Linked DNA regions of Mus musculus: region 1 is linked to region 2. Evidence: chromatin contacts called from public HiChIP or PLAC-seq data. All regions are on one chromosome and are shown on one strand. Each heading gives the region's core, a stretch centred on a gene start, on an enhancer-like site or on the middle of the called end of the contact. The rest is flanking DNA. Distances are from core to core; before and after follow the strand shown. Region 1 has its middle 40 kb from the start of Gm40153. Region 2 overlaps Ppa2 (pyrophosphatase (inorganic) 2).

Evidence for each region. HiChIP or PLAC-seq counts read pairs in DNA pulled down with a chosen protein or histone mark.
Region 1: a BATF HiChIP or PLAC-seq map of CD8 T cells shows a contact between it and region 2, with 8 read pairs. The contact joins two enhancer-like sites. A contact is called at or near these places in 1 of 15 datasets of contacts at CTCF or cohesin (the G1E-ER4 cell line), 5 of 484 Hi-C or Micro-C datasets (the G1E-ER4 cell line, bone marrow-derived macrophages and group 2 innate lymphoid cells) and 5 of 115 datasets of contacts at active chromatin or transcription factors (the 230-238 cell line, CD8 T cells, Th17 cells and 2 more).

What each region holds. Positions count from the first base shown.
Region 1 is chr3:133,622,402-133,625,237 of GRCm38.p6, reverse strand. No RefSeq gene overlaps it. Among named protein-coding and RNA genes, the nearest start is that of Gm40153, 40 kb to the left of the region's middle. Within about 2 kb of position 1,582, at least 87 of the 459 cell types and tissues checked have an H3K27ac peak or open chromatin away from gene starts, as enhancers often do. A contact at or near this core is called in CD8 T cells, Th17 cells and group 2 innate lymphoid cells, where this site is marked.
Region 2 is chr3:133,331,179-133,333,883 of GRCm38.p6, reverse strand. The region is part of intron 5 of Ppa2 (pyrophosphatase (inorganic) 2); the gene reads right to left. Among named protein-coding and RNA genes, the nearest start is that of Ppa2, 22 kb to the right of the region's middle. Within about 2 kb of position 1,448, at least 76 of the 459 cell types and tissues checked have an H3K27ac peak or open chromatin away from gene starts, as enhancers often do. A contact at or near this core is called in CD8 T cells, Th17 cells and group 2 innate lymphoid cells, where this site is marked.

The DNA of each region.
Region 1 (2,836 bases), core at 333-2,832, 290 kb before region 2:
CTTTTGACTCACACAATAGCTTTGGTGAGTAAGACTATAGTCATTTTGTTACTGCGATGGGACATGAACGAGTGGGAACAGGAACAGAGAAAGGAGAGGCTCTGCCACACTGAAGAGTGGGAAGCCGGTGAGGGGCAGGGACCTTCTCTCTAATCTGAGATTAAGGAAGGTTCTGGAAATATGTGGGTAGAATTAAGTCAAGAGGTAATCATTGGGACACGGCAGCAGACTCCTTTAATCTCAATGCTGGAGAGGAAGAAGCAGAGGCAGGTAGACTTTCAGGAGGTGGAGGCCAGCCTTGTGGAGAGTTCTAGACCAGCCAAGTCAGACCTTGTCAAAAAACAAAAAACAAAAACCAAAACCAAACCAAAACAAAACCTCCTAACTCACTCTACTTCCTAAATGAACACCTTCATTCATTCCTCTTTAGTAAGTTTGAATGATCTAAGCCTGATACAAACATGACTGACACATTTCAGGCACAGTGTACCAAGGAGACAGAGGTGAAGGTGGTGATAATGCAGAAGGGGGAGGGGCCACTGTCCTTAACAAGCTACTGTGACATGGCTACTACACAAGCACCCATACCAGAATAACCACAAGTTAAAAGATCACAGTAAAATAGATTTGTCACACTCTAAGTCAAAAATTAACATTATTTTTCAAAAGACTGAAACTTAGAAGTCATGTTTTCATGTATGATTTGTTGTAAATTGTTGTAAATGTCTTTCCTACCAAATTCCAAAGGCCTGAAAAGTTTTGGTAATCTTCTCGCTGCTGTTAATAACTCAGTGTCTCACTGGGGGCCTAATGGGCACCTTCCCCCACAGTCTCCTCGCCTATAGAAGCAGAAGAGAATGCAGATTCAGACAAATGAGACACTGGAAAAGGTGATGTGACAAGACACATTGGGGCAGCAATTAATAACAGACCATCCATGCAGAGACAAGTGGCTGCACACACAGGAACTCACACATAAAGTGGCTTATCTTAGGAACATGGTTTCTGATAAGAACGTGACAGTTGTGGTCTCCCTAGTTGGTGGTGGTGTTGTATGTAAGCTGGAAGTACTCAGATACTAGAGAAAGACACATTCTCCTCAGCTGTATGTCTCAAAAGTCTCCCCCAAAACTCTGATGACAAGATAACATGTGAACCATATGTAGACACTGTTTAGTGCCATATGATATTCTACATCCATAAGCAGGTTGGTACTTCTACAGAGGGAATTATAAATATATAAATATAAGAGGAAAAAAATAAGTGACTCTTTCACAGAATACATCCTTTATTGTTCTCCAGACTCCATCATTCAAAGGAGGTGGGGGTTTTGGATTTGGGTTTTGGTTTTGGGATTGTTTTATGCTTTTATCTCAGTGCTGACCCTTTCCTGTTTTCATTGCTATATGAAGTACAACTGACTGGAAGGTATCACTTTACCATCCTGACCATAAGTTTCCTGCTGTTTCCTTTGCTCTGTTCCACCTTAGATGCTAAAATGCTCTGTCTCAGAGAAGGCTGAGTCCCCAGCCCTGCATATCTTCACAGAGACGACAGCCCAGCAACACAGCAAAATGACAGAGCCATTGTCTGCGCCCAGCATAGGACTTCCCCCTTTGTATGAGCTGAGTCACATTTTTTCCTGTTGTCAACTTGAAGGCCGTCCGTTGATGTATGATAGGGCTATCTCGCTGATGTATAAAGGCAGGCAGAGAGGTCCCCTTCCACGTGTTTGCCTTACCTTGGACCCTTACCAATTAGAAGCTGCCCACTGGCTCAAAGAGATAAGGCATGGCTTATTAAGGCTCAGACAGAGCACTGAATGAACTAATTTCTGACCATTCACTTCTCGTAGAATGGTTCCTTAGGTTCCTGCCTTGTGCAATCTTACTGATTTTAACAGAGGCCTTTTGGGATGTGTAGATGCATTTTCTGCCTGATATCTGTCCCATTGGCACGTGCTTTAAAACCACAGATACATTTGGTTGGCGGGCACATTGTGAAAACAGGAAGTCAAAGGATGGAAGCAACTGTGAAATAAGCCTAGCAAGTCAAGTTTCTACTTAGGAGCCAAGACAGGAATACTATTCTGAGAAATAACTGAACAAAAGGCAAAGGTCTATGTCTCTCTCAAGAAGGAGGAGTGCCCAGGCAGTGCCTAATTATAATAGTTTCAGTGCCTTATAACCAGTGAAATGGTTTCAGATATTAATCCTCAGTACCACTGGTAGACATGATAAAATCTCCCAAATTAAGAGAAAGGCATGATGACATCTGCAGGCAGAGAAATGTTTGAGATGATACAGTTGTCTGATAATCACCATAGCAAGGAGTTTTAAAAATACATTTTCTGGGGCTGGAGAGACAGTTCAGCAGTTAAGAGCACCAACTGCTCTTCCAAAGGTCCTGAGTTCAAATCCCAGCCAACCACATGGTGGCTCACAACCATCTGTAACAAGATCTGACACTCCTCTTCCACAGTGTCTGAAGACAGCTACAGTGTACTTACATATAATGAATAAATAAATATTTTTAAAAAATAGATTTTCTGTTCTAATTTAGACTCACTGTGTATTCAGTAAGCATCTACTAAATGCTTCCTCCAGGAAAGGCCCTCTCAGAAGTATTATGAGGCACGAGGCATCCATCCCTTAGCCTCTGAGGTCATACCAGCACTGTTCTGCTTTCTCACGCCTTCAAAGCACCTGTCCTCAGAAAGACATTTATTTTGTCCATGGTATACTTTCAAAAGAAGGTGATTTAACAACCATGGGGGAGATCTTTTTAGATACCCTCAAGTCAGTGGATATTCTGAACGTGGAAAAATATTAGGATG
Region 2 (2,705 bases), core at 199-2,698:
CCCCTGCTCTACTCTTCTCTTACATTCTTTCTTCAAGATTAATGTTGTTTATTTATGTGTAGGAGTGTTTAGTCTACACATATGTAAGTGTGGCTGGTGTCCCAGGAGATCATAAGAGGGGTCTGGACCCCCTGAGACTTGGGAGTTACAGATGGTTGTGAGTCACCGTGTGGTTGCTGAGAATTGACTCTGAGTCTCCTGGAAGCAGCCAGTGTTCTGAACCGCTGAGCCATCTCTCCAGCACCTTCTTTCATATTTTTCCCATCTGCCATTTCACTCTGTTGACTGTCTGACTTTTCGTGTGGATTAAAAATTCCCAAAGAATTTCATGACTTTGATCTTGGCTTCTCATCCGGTAGGAACGCTCTGGCAAGTATGAAGCCCCAGGGAGTGTGTGCTGAATGAAGAGGTACTGTGGAGGCCTGGAGATTACAACGCTGGGCAGTCTCCGGGAGAAGAAGTAGAGAAAAGGGGGAGTCTTCCAGTGAGCCATGGGGAGAGTCAGTTTTCTGGCTGGTTTTGTGTCAACTTGACACAGGCTAGGGTTATCACAGAGAAAGGAGCTTCAGTTGAGGAAATGCCTCCATGAGATCCAGCTGTAAGGCATTTTCTCAATTAGTGATCAAGGGGGAAAGGCCCCTTGTGGGTGGGGCCATCTCTGGGCTGGTAGTCTTGGGTTCTATAAGAAAGCAGGCTGAGTAAGCCAGGGGAAGCAAGCCAGTAAAGAACATCCCTCCATGGCCTCTGCATCAGCTCCTGTTTTATGACCTGCTTGAGTTCCAGTCCTGACTTCCTTTAGTGATGAACAGCAGTATGGAAGTGTAAGCCGAATAAACCCTTTCCTCCCCTACTGCTTCTTGGTCACGATGTTTGTGCAGGAATAGAAACCCTGACTACGGGACAGTCAGGTAGGGCAAGGGACAGGTTAAGAGTTTCAGACTTTATCCTCTTACCAATAAGAAACCAGAGAAAGGTTCTCGCATGGAAAAACATCACCAGACCTTTCTGCTGTAGAGATGGTCTCTCTGTGTAGTCTTGGCTGTCCTAGAGCTCTCTATGTAGACCAGGCTGCCCTCAAACTTACAGAGAACTACCTGCCTAGGCCTCCCAAGCGCTGGGATTAAAGGTGTGTGCCACCACGCCTGGCCAGATCTTTATTTTTGAGACATTATTTTGGATGTAGGATGAAGCATGAAACTTAGTTAATGCACAGCATACAGAAAATTAAGAGACAGGTCCAGTTCAGCTTAGTTGAATCAGGAAAGGGCAACTGTACGTCACAGAATCAAAGCAGGGCAGATAAGAACACCCTGAAAATTCAGACACACCCAGAGCAGTATAAAAAAAAAAAAGAAAGAAAAAGAAAAAGAGGCACCTGGTCTTTAAATAGAAAACCACAGAAAGATCCTCCTTTCGTTTTCAGTCATGATCTGGCACCCCTTCCTGTCTCACTAGTAGATCTGCGTTTTGTTAGTTTGCTAAACTTTTTGAGGGGCGGGATAGGGCTGAGACCAGGTCTTGGTATAAATAACCTAGGCCAGCTTCCAACTGGCAGTAACCCTCTTGCCTCAGCCTCCCAGGCGCTGGAATGACAGGGACAGGGCTGCCACACCCAGCTTTGCCTTATTATTTTCTGAATGAAATAAAATGACAGAATCAGTAAGCTAGTGAGTGGCACTCGTCACGCTACATTGTAACCACTGACTTAGTGGTCAATGGCTCTAATCAAACTGTAAATAACTTTGGAAAAGGAAGAAATGATACAAAGCCAGAGGTTCTCAACCTGTGGATTTCGACCCCCACAGGTGTCACATATCAGATGTCCTGCATAACAGATATTTACATTACAATTCCAAATAGTAGCAAACTTACAGTCATGATGTAGCAATGACCACAACATTAGGAACTGTATTAAAGGGTCGCAGCATTAGGAAGAAACTTCTATACTGAGCACTAATCCTCCAGACAGAAAAATTGCTAGTGGTCATGGAACGCTGTCCATCACACATGTCTAATGAAACAGTCTTGCGTGTACCTCAGCACAGCCACGGGGGGTAGATATTCACGGTCTCCACTTTACAGGTGGAGCATCTTGTTCAAGGTCACACTGCTGGCTGTGGTGTGACAGCCAGGCTCTCGAGCTCACTGCTCAGTCATCCATCACTCTGCTGAACCTCGTGCCTGACTCTCATCTGTGCACATCCGTGTCCTAGCACATCACCCCTAGGAAGCAGCTCAGCGATGGATATTAGCTTATTCCTGAACTGCTCAGCTTTGCCTATCTCTGTTTTTGCTGCTCATCAGTAGCTTCTCTGCCCCCCTCCCCCCCTTTCAGCCATGTGGTCTCCTCTCCTACAATCCCCTAAGCTGTTTTCAACCTCTCGCCCTTCGGTCCAAGAGAACCATCTACTTAGAAACCCAAGAAGTCGAGGCGGGTGCCCTCATGGCTTGAACACTCTCATTTCTAATCACCATTTCCAGAGTGCCAGTTTTACCCAAGCCTGCATCCACGCGGGTGGTCTGGCTGCATCAAAGGGAGGCTGGCTCTCTGGAGAACAATGTTGCTCTTCCTTTTCTCAGGACTGTTTATCCTAACCCGGCATCTGTTTTTCTCAGCTGTCCCTACTTCCTCCAGGGTCCCCCACGTACATTTTCATGTAATTAAAAATTAATACATAGAAATACAAACATTACATTTCTACACA